Linked DNA regions of Mus musculus: region 2 is linked to region 1. Evidence: chromatin contacts called from public Hi-C data. All regions are on one chromosome and are shown on one strand. The core of a region is the stretch at or near the end of the contact, and the rest is flanking DNA. Distances in the headings are between cores, read along the strand shown. Region 1 overlaps Rora (RAR-related orphan receptor alpha). Region 2 overlaps Rora (RAR-related orphan receptor alpha).

Region 1 (5,014 bases), core at 468-2,967:
TGCAAAGTGCTCAGCTTCTGTTTCTGTCTGCGGGTCACTCCTCGTCTTGCCTTCTTGGCTGCATTAAGGTCTCTTGTGTGCATGATGCGGGACATCTGATAAGCCTTGCGGAGCTGTGAGGACAAGCGTGCTGTGTACGTGAAGTTACACGCTGAATAAGAATAGACATAGGTGTGTCTTCACCACAGTATCCCAAGAACATGGCACTGTGCCTAGCACCGACTGAGCCCTCAGTGGGGATCTGTGGAGTAGACGAAGTCTAGATGCTAAAGGAGTGAAAGCTCCTACTCTGGATAGTGTCTAAATGAATGAATGCTCATCTCAAGAGCCTTGGCGCATATGTGAACTGACAGATACTCATCCTTGCAAGGCTTCTTCCTGGCAAACCTCACAGTTAGCTATTGTTTATTCCACAAAAGCAAAAAGAGACTGCTCTGTAGTACCAGCGATCATCAACATCCTGGGTCCAATCCATTGTTGATGGGATATATGTGGATATGTTTCTAGGGGCTAAAATCGCTCACAGAGGACAATGGGTGAGTGGGAGGCACCAGAGGAGAACATGACAGGGAGAGAGAGCAACAAGCCTGGTAAAGACATCCACCAACAGATCCTTGATGCCTATAAAAACTGAGACCAGCCAGGCATGGTGGCGCACGCCTTTAATCCCAGCACTCAGGAGGCAGAGGCAGGTGGATTTCTGAGATCAAGGCCAGCCTGGTCTACAAAGTGAGTTCCAGGACAGCCAGGGCTATACAGAGAAACTATGTCTTGAAAAAAAAACAAAAAACAAAACAAAAACAAAAACAAAAACAAAACAAAAAACTGAGACCACTTGGGAGAGGTACTCAATAAAATATTTGCTGCATAGTTACTGTACTTTGAGCCCCACGTGAGAACCCAGGTACAGTGGTACCAGCCTTTAATCTCTCTCTATAAGGGAGGCAGAGATAGGCATATATCTTGTCTCCCTGGCTAGCCAATCTGGTCCAATCAGTGAGTCCCAGGCTCAAAAGTCAAGCTGGGTAGCACCCAGGGAAGCCATCGTTGTCATCTAGCATATTCAAGTTTGCCTTTGCTGCCGTCACACACTTACATGTATACCCGAGCACACATACATATACACACATTCACAAATAATCCGAGACAATTTGGAATTTTCTCTTTGCTGTCACAACCAGCCTTGTCTCGGCCCCACAGATTACTTGGTGAGGCAGCAACAGCCCTGGGAAGTGTTGATCTCACAGATGGGGTTGAAGAAAACAGCTTTTCAATTTCCAGGAGGCAAGAGTAGCAGAGGAGAGATGAGCTCAGGGGCTACTGGGGGATGCTCTGTCTGTTAGAGGAAGGGGTGAGGGAGGGGAGAGCCAGGGAGGGAGAGCGGAGAAATGAACATGGGGCGAGCATCTGTTGAAAAACAGATGCCTACCCGCCTCACTACACACACACACACACACACACACACACACACACACACATGCACACACCATTAGATGTGGTTCCTGTATTATGCATGCTGGTAAATCTGCGGGACTACAGTTGTGAAAATACGCCCTGACACAGAGTGAGCCTGCCCCTCCTCCCAATTCAAGAGCGGCCAGCCCCTGCTTTACCTAACACATTTTCTTTAACTTGTTTTCTCCCTAAAGACTATGCATAATTGGTCAGCCACGAGAGATTAATTTGTACTTAGCTGGCTGAGCAGCCGCGTGATAACTCAATAGCGGATGGCGCTGGACCGGCAGCTTCTCTCCTGAGTCTTCCCACCCCAGCTCGCTATCCTTCCACCCTAGCCTGCTCCTTTGGGAATCGCTAGCCACGCTCTTTATGTACTTCATTTGTGCTCGCCTGAAGGACTTGGAACTGTGTTTGCAAGCTTTTCCAGAAACATTGCTATTTGGGAAATGAAAAAAACAGTAAGGAAAAGATCAGTTCAGGAAAGAGGATGTCAGGGTAGAGAGGCCTGGGAAGTGAGGGGGTAGGGGCAGATATCTAGAACTTTGATATTCATTATGTTTTTCATTGCTGTTACAAAATACCAGATAAAAGCAACCCAGGAAAGAAGAGTTGACTATGGCTCCCCATTTGATGGTATAGTGCATCACAGAGGGAAAGCCATGGGGGCAAGCACGGGCATCAGCTGGCTTCATTGCAACCACAGTCAAGAGCACATTCATTCCATTCATCAATTCTGGCACGCGTCTCATCTTTTGGTTTTAAATTCAGTCTAGAATCCCAGCCCATGGCATGGTGCTGCCCACATTTAGCAGAACTCTTCCTATCTTAATTAACATAATCTAGAAATACCTCACAGACATGTCATAACTGTCTCCTTGGTGATTTTTAGTTTTGTTCAAGTTGACAATCATCATTACCCATCACCTTCATCCTGTTCGTTCCATTTCTAGCCCTAGTCAGGCTGGGAGACCAGTTGAGGGGGTGGCAAGGATGATGGTGGTGGTGGTGATGATGACAGAGGTGGTTGACAGTGATGGTGTTGGTGATGATGATGTTGGTGGTGGTAAAAACTGTAATGACAGTGATGGTAACAGTTGATGATATTGATGATGTTGAAGTTGCGATGATAGTGATGGTGACAGTGATGCTGTTGATGATGTTGAAGGCTGTAATGACAGTGATGGTGACAGTGATGCTGTTGAAGACTGTAATAACAGTGATGATGATGGTGATGGTGAAGATGGTGGTGGGGTTAGTGAGACAATAATGGTGTTGACGATGATATGAATAACGGTGACACTAACCTCTCCAAGATTCCATAAGTACCTCTACATTAATTATCACTTAATTATCTCTCAACCTGGACAGCAAGTGTAACTATCATTATAGAGCCTGAGAGACAAAGAAAATAAGACTCACAGGAGACAAAACATCTGCCCAAAGTTCAACCTAGGCAGTCTGACCCCAGAGCCAACACTCATCCATAGTCCTGGACACTCAAGGTACTAATCAGCCCCAAATGACAGGACACAGAGGAGACTGGTGTGATACACACCTCTTTCCTTACCTCATAGAAGAAGACTCCAGCTCAGTCCTGATCCACCTGGAGAAGGTGCTGCCCTACTAAAAACTTAGTGAAAATGAAACTTGGGTCAAACTCAACGTACACAAAGAGGTGCCCAATAATCATTAACAGCCATCACCATGGCGGCTCCTCAGAGGTCCAGAATGCAGCATTCTCAGAGAGCAACCCAACACTGAGATCCCAGGCCCAGCATCACAGCCACTTCCAGACAACCATGGAAACGTGGCCGATGTTTATGCCTGTCCTTGACTTCCCAGGGCTTCTCTGTGAGATGGCTTCCAAAGTCCCATCCAGACAGATAGAGAACCTTCTAAAGTGTGTATAGAAGCACTAAGGACCAATAGTGGTGAATGAAAAAGACAATGCAGAAGACAAAAAAAGAAAAAGAATCTGATTATTGCACATCTCCACCCCAAGTCATATAACCTGGTCCCCTTTCTCTGATGGCTCTTTTCTCCTCTCCTTTCCCATCCACCAAGTGAAAAAGAGCTGCCGAGTGTACTCTGCCACACCCAAGCCAGAACAAGATGCCAACAGCTGGACTGTGCTCAAACGCCTTTATCTCAGAAAGAACCGTGAAGGGGAACCACACATTTGGGTAGGGTTTCCTCCAAGATACCTCCCTAGCATACCTGTGCATTTTCAAGCAATTTGACATTAGAATGGGATGGAGAAGAAAATATGACCCACTTCCAAGCTACTGTCTTAGAGCTGAGAATTTCATTTTGGTGTTCCCAGGGGTGTGGGAAATGACGTAGCCTTCCGTTTGTGAGTCTGAAGATGCCCCCTCTGCCAAGGCAACCATGTGGCCCTGAGCTGCAGTGCCAGGCCTCTTGTGCCCCCTTCTGCTTCTCTCAGAGGCATTTTTCCCACATTGCCTGCCATGAGTCAGTAATGTGGACTCTGTGAGCACACGGCTATGTGAGGTCACTGAGCATCTCAGATGTGTTCACATCCCAAGCAAAAAGCAGCTACATGCAGAGTGATGCCAGGTTGTGAAAATCTGAACGTGTTCCTTCTGATGGCATGTTAATGCTGTATTTTGAACATACTAGCATAAAACAGCAAATCTTTAAAATGCACTCCACCAATTTATTTTTATTTTTTAAATTTAATATTGTACTGTGCACACACACACAAACAAACACACTGGTGAATGCCTTTATGTTTGCATGTATGCATGTGTGTATGTGTATGTGTGGGAGCCCAGGTATGTGAGTGCCCATATATGACATATATATATGCGTGGAGGCCTGGGGGTAACATCAATTTTCTTTCTCTATCACTCTCCACCTTATCTAGGGAGGCAATGTCGTGATAAACCTAGAGTTTGCCAATTTGGCTACTCGAGCTAGTGCTTGCCCTGGGGATCCTTTGCCTCTGCCTCCACAGTACTGGCATTACAGGTAGGATACCATACCCACCTGGCTTTTTCTTTACATTTGCATGGCAAACAATTTATCCACAGAGCCATTTCTCTGGCCACTGTTCCATTAAATATGGCCTTTCAAATATTTAAAGCCATGTATGTGTCTGTGATGAGTGACCCAGGCCATGCTTCCCCCTGGGCAACACTGGTCTAGACTCTTGCCAACCATGATGTGATCTGTGGAAGCAGTGTTATTTGTGGGGAACCCGACAGGAGTGCAGACTCTCAGGTCCACGCAACATACTGCATCAGCACCAGACTTATACAGCCCCTGTCCCCAGTGTCCTGCCTGCACAGTCACATTTAAGAAATACTGTACAAGGAACTCGGGTCCCTCACTTGTGTGCAGGAGGCACCTGATAAACATTTGTCCAGTGAATAAATCAGTTGTGTCTAGAAAGTTGCTGTATACAAGACCCTTGGGGAAAGGTTCCAGCCTGTCCTGGCTCTCTTTTCAGGTCATTAATATCAATGTTCTTGCCAGATTAATCATCTTTCATCTTAGCAGCCCACAGAACCAGTCCTTGGGACAATGAGGTCCT
Region 2 (5,789 bases), core at 2,761-5,260, 99 kb before region 1:
CCAAGACTGAAGGCTTCAGAGAGACTTCACAGTGCCAAAAGCAACTCTCCCTACCGTTGAGGGCTCTACAGGAAAATGTAAGTCTCCAGCCCCTGAGAAGACGCCAGAACCAAACAGAAGATGCGACTCAGTCTGAGGAGATTCTCTGCTTCCTCTCTAAACTCTTCCGCCTTACGATAGAGATAGCTCAGGCCTTGCACAGTTGGCTGAGCACACGAGCTAAATATTCATTTCTTTCTAATGAGCTCAGTGCCAGGGAGTCCTGCGAGGCTACTGTGCTGACTTGGTGCTTTGGCTGTGTGTCCGAACCAATGTTACAATAAAGGGTTCCTATACATAAACAAACAAACAAACAAATAACAAATCATGGGACAGCATCTACATGGCCAGTGTTCACCCTAAAAATGTCAGTGTTTCCCCAAGTGGGAAGATGTTCTGATGTTTCTCAAGATTACTGTTTGAGAGAGTGAAAACTAGCTGAGGTGAAACTGCTCAACAAAAGCAATTTTTAAAAAAGGCATGAAAGATGGAAGTGACGTTAGCAGACTTGAGCCAAATTCTGTTCCCATAAGGACACTGCGGTAAGCAGCAGGTTGGGGAAGACACTTTTTGTAGACCCTCTCTCAGTGGAGAGCAGGACTTGGTCACTCTGAGACTTTTCTAGAGAAACCTTCCATCCCATCAGATTTACTCAGTGACGGGAACCTAAGACCTGAGACGGAGTAACAGACACGTCTTATTGCTTCTGTGCCATCACCCAGTGCTGAGTTTCTCTATGAAGAGCAAGAACACAATTTCCATGCTGCAGTTTGACACACACAACTTGAGTTTGCCTGGAGCTACAACATGGTGAACTGCGCGGCTCCCTTCAGATCTTGCAATCTCCCAGCCACTGGATGGGGTGGGTAACTGTTGGGAAACCATGCAGGAAAAGACAGCTTTTGCAAATGACTCAGTAGGTGGTTTGGACTCTTGTGAGTCAGAACCAAACCCATAGCTCAAGCCCATGCCAAGACTCCCTGGAATGGTTACATGTTCCTAGCCTGGCTGGCATGTAATGCTGAGGACCTCTGGTGTTTGCCTGATGGGAGACAAATGTCTCCTGATAAGTCTCGAGGACTGTGGACCAGAACTGCAGCAAAATTCAGTTAGTGGTCAGTCTTGCTTTCCCCAAATCTCCAGAGAGTTGTTTGTCTGTTTTGAAATAGAGTTTCATGTAGCCTAGGCTAGCCTTCCAATACCCTCAAGGTTGCCCTTGAACTCTTGATTCTACTTCTACCGGCCAAATTCTAGGAATAGATCTTTATACCCAGTGTATTTGGTATTATTGTGTTTCATGAAAGCAAGACAAACACTCTACCAATTGATCTACATTCCAAGCCCCACTGGAGAGTTTTGAAGCTTTCTCTATCATGCAACCTTTCAATGTAACATCGTCCTCCTTACCCATTGGCTTCTCCCCACCTCCCACAGTCATGAACTTGTAGACACTAACTTCCTCGATCTTCCTTTGTTTCTGCTGCTTCCTGGGAGCTAGGTCTCTGAGCAAGACTCCCACCAAGGATAGCTAATGACAGCAATTACAGTTTCAACCCTCTTCCTAGTCTTCATCAGACTTTCTTCTGGCCTCCACATAAATGTTGTCCAAACCCCTTGCCTTGGAGAAAGCATACTAACCTATTCTCAAAGAGCTGATTTTCTCCATTTCTCTGTTTATGGTCTAGGCTCTGGATGATTTAGATGGATCACTCGTTCCTCCCTCTGAGCACTCTCTATTTCCTCTATCTCTCATACTTTCTCAATCCCCCTTTACTTAAGACCCCTTTTCTATGCATGTATCCTAAGATTCTGCTGCCCCACCTTCCAGGCCTGGAACACTAACTAGCCTCCCCCTTCCTCATGAGACATCCACACTTATGTCTTAACCTCTAACTCCACATCTAGTTGGTATTCTCCTATTGACATAGAACACTCTATCTATCCTGAACAGTAGGTATTTGTAGGAGCCATGACCCTTGCCATTCTGGAATGTTCCTTAGGGAAGGGCTGAAGGTTTGTAGACACGGGGAGATATGTTCTTCTTATTTTCCACCATTCTGGAGCATACAAATTTGTATGACCGAACAAATGGGCAAAGTCGGAAAATCTAGACGGATGTTCTCAAATTCTCTCCAGCTGTGGCGTTCCATCGCAGAGGTGGCTGCACACCAGTAATAAAAGCCAGGCCAGCAACAAGCTTCTCAGAGGCGCTGGTGTGATACATTCTGTTGGCCATGGGCTGTCTTTGGGTGTGTGTAGGCAGACTCACACAAACCAGATGTGCATCTGCTTAGAAAGGACCCAGAGAGGCTGGTCTCCCCTCGTTTCTCAACGTGATGAGAGGTGCCCTGGGGCCTTGCAGCTCACAGTTGTTCTGGAAAAAAACCCACTTAGCATAGCCCCAGCTCTGAATCCTTAGCATATGGATGACAGGGGTGTGTTGTGGTGCCCTGTTGGCAGTAAGCCAGGAGGAGAGCTGAGGTTTGGCTTGCCTGTGCTCAGGAAGCAGGCTGGGCCTGCACTAACAAGGTCCCTGCCAGTTAACAAGGCTGTTGCCTGCCTTACGAAGGAGCTACTGTCCAGAGCCTGCCTCCTGCTGGACTAGTAGATGTTAAATACAGTATAGGTCATGAAGCAGACATTGTCCAAGTTTTTTCTTTCCCAGTGCCATCAAGAGACTAGGCAGCTCTTTTCAAACTTAGCAAGGAGAATCTCTGAGGCTTTATTCAAACACAAATTGCTGGCCCAAACTCTGAAATATTTGACTTGAAACCCTTGGGCAAGGATAAAGAATTTATATTTCACACTCAGATGATGGTGATATGACCGCTCAAAGAATTTCACTCTGTGAACCATGATATCAGGAAGCATCACCCTTGTCTATAGATTTGGCCCCATTAAAATGAATCCCTCACACTGGGGAGATGGGCCAGTCAGTCAAGGGCTTGCCTTAAAATCATGAGAATTAGCCTGACAGTGGTGGCGCATGCCTTTAATCCCAGCATTATGGATGCAGTGACAAGTAGATCTCTGAGTTTGAGGCCAGTCTGGTCTACAGAGTGAGTTCTAGGACAGCCAAGGCTACACAGAGAAATCCTGTCTTGAAAAACCAAAACAAACAACAACAACAACAACACCCCATCCCCAAACACACACAGCAAAATCAATGAGAACTGGAGTTTGGTCATCGGAACCCACATTTAAAAGCCAGGCAAGTGCTTAGATAGAGTGCTTGTAATCTTAGCACTGGTGAGGCCAAAAGTAGGATCCCTTGGGCCTGCTGGTTAGCAAGTGTAGCCTTGTAGACCAAGTCCAGGCTAGTGAGTGTCTCAAAAGTAAGGTTTGCCTAGAGAGTGACACCCAAGGATGACCTCTGGTTCCCAGACTAATTTGAACACACGCACACGCACACGCACACACACACACACTATAAAAATTGAGTTCCCTACTTTACCACAGAAACTATCTTTCTTTCTATACTGTTGGCTCCACTGTCCATTTCTCACCTAGAACAACAACAACAAAAAAAAAATCAGCCCTTCAATTGCACAGCCAAGCTTGACTTGACTAAGCCTTAACTACGTGCCAGGCACTGTTCTAAATCCTTAACACATTATTAGCTCATTTAATCCACATAATTCTATGCAATAGGTACCACGATTATCCCCATTTTAGAAATAATAAATCCCACAGGGGGCCCTTAGGAAATACTTTCTGAATGAATGAAGGCAGGCAGGCAGGCTCGGGAAGCATTTATACCATGTGCTACGGAAGCTTGTTACCATGCCAAGGGAAGCCATCAGAAAGTGAAGAACTGGCTTGTCAACCAGTTGTTTGTTCCTGTACGACACCAAATAACCCATGTGCCTGCCATTGGCTGCCTACTCTGGCTCTGTGTAGACATCTCCTCACTGGGAGGGAAGCCAGAGTTAATCTCTCACAAAGGGTGGTTTAATAATAACCAGACACTGGAGGCGAACAGAAAGGAACACAGTGATCCCACGCAACCCCAGGAAAATGGACTATTCGGGCTCACAGTGTGTGCACTGCCAACTGGGGAGGGCCCCTGGGGCTGCCTGAGGTTTCTTAATTTTTATTCTAAAAATAGCCTAAGCAGGTGTCCCTCCTGGTTATCCCCGAATGCACCACTGCAAGCATCCACAGATGCCTATCACTCTAAAACAACACTAACGCTCCCATTGGAATGGAAACCAGGTCATCTCTGAAAGACTATAAATGGACAGCCCCTCTCTCTCTATTACTTATTAATGTTTCCCGCCTTTTGCTCAACCAGCCTTGAGGCCCAAACAGAGAAACACACCCTACATAAAGTTACCAGTACAGATAAATAAAACATCAGACTCAAACTGGTAGCTTTATCCTCCCCTGCTGGAGCAGGGTAGGCTGCACTGCTAGACACTACACACACAGCGATCCTCAAAGTGCAGCCCTTGGAGAACTAAGGGATGCACTCTTCCCAGAAGTTACTCATCTTTGCCTCTGTGGACGATTGCTCTTGTCTGCTATGGATGGCGTGAGGTGATCACAGAGTGATTCGCAACCCGAGTCCCTTGGAGTTGGACAAAGCAAGGTTGGCATTGCTGATGAAGAGCCTCCCCATACAATATGCATGCTCTGTGGCTACTCAGCCTCGAGAGTCACCGAGGAAATACCAGCCGCAAGGAAATGTGTGCGAGAGAAGAATCAGAGTCGCTCTGTAAAGTTCCATAGAGATGTAATTATGCAGGATCCAAGCCTATCTGATGTGGCGACCCTGGCATCCATCACTCCAGGGAGCCCTCTGGGTCAAGGGGAGAGCCATGCCCAAAGCAGTATTATTCTCTCTACCTCCTCTAGCTGCTTACAAACAGTTCTTGCTTCACTGGAACAAAGTCTTGGAACAAGGTCTCAGTGTAGCCCAGCCTGGTGTGAGGCAACTTGAGGGGCTATTCTGATGGAGAGACTTGGTGTCACTCTTGGCACCAGGGTATGTCTCTTCATAACTCACCAGGATGGAGAAACAGAGAGAACCACACATCTATCAGGTCTTCTGCCTTAATGAAAACCTGGTACTCTCTTCTTCACACAGTGGCTATAGAGGGGAGAAACCTAGCCTGGCATTTTCTCGGTAATGGTCTCAATCAGTGTAGAAGAGCATTGCAGTGCGGAAGACAGCATTCCAACTGCTGTGGATGGAAGAATTGGTGCTCAGAGGTGTGAGTATTTAAAGGCGTGGGCCCCAGCGGGGGCACTGTTTGGGGAGGTGGGATATAGCTTTGCTGGAGGAAGCCCGTCTTTAGAGATGGACTTTGAGAGTTCCTATCCTCCCCCTACTTCCAGTTCAATTTCTTGGATTCGCATTTGCACTTGAAGATGTGATCTCTCAGCTTCCTTCTGCAGTTGCCAATGCCATGGACCCCCTCTTTTAGTATGCAAAACCCAGATAAACTCTTTTATCTTTACACTGCTTTTGGTCGTGGCATTTTTGTCAAAGTGATGGAAAATTAATCAATACAACTATCCACTCCAATCAGCCCCCAGCAGATACTACGTAGAGTGCCCCACCAGACTGGCTGTACTTCAGCAAGGGGCACTGCTTGGGTATTTGTCTTAAACTTCATCATTTTCTTGTGCAAAGAATTAAATGCCTCCAAAAAAACATAAAATAAAGAATGAATGCCTCTTAGGTTGTTCAAGACAAAAGCTAGCCAATAATGGCGAAATATGCAAGACAGGCATTTTGGTGGGGC

Evidence for each region. A called contact is a pair of places that touch in the nucleus more often than the background predicts.
Region 2: a contact with region 1 is called in a Hi-C map of muscle stem cells, with 1.8 times the contacts expected there. The contact joins two enhancer-like sites. A contact is called at or near these places in 9 of 484 Hi-C or Micro-C datasets (cardiomyocytes, cerebellum, cerebral cortex and 5 more) and 1 of 115 datasets of contacts at active chromatin or transcription factors (embryonic basal ganglia).

What each region holds. Positions count from the first base shown.
Region 1 is chr9:68,839,139-68,844,152 of GRCm38.p6, reverse strand. The region is part of intron 1 of Rora (RAR-related orphan receptor alpha); the gene reads right to left. Gm31262 (a long non-coding RNA gene) reads right to left here. Exons shown (of 2, transcript XR_379583.4): 1 at 1-5,014. Among named protein-coding and RNA genes, the nearest start is that of Gm31262, 18 kb to the right of the region's middle. Within about 2 kb of position 1,717, at least 10 of the 459 cell types and tissues checked have an H3K27ac peak or open chromatin away from gene starts, as enhancers often do. A contact at or near this core is called in muscle stem cells, where this site is marked.
Region 2 is chr9:68,939,427-68,945,215 of GRCm38.p6, reverse strand. The region is part of intron 1 of Rora (RAR-related orphan receptor alpha); the gene reads right to left. Among named protein-coding and RNA genes, the nearest start is that of Gm31262, 120 kb to the right of the region's middle. Within about 2 kb of position 4,010, at least 55 of the 459 cell types and tissues checked have an H3K27ac peak or open chromatin away from gene starts, as enhancers often do. A contact at or near this core is called in muscle stem cells, where this site is marked.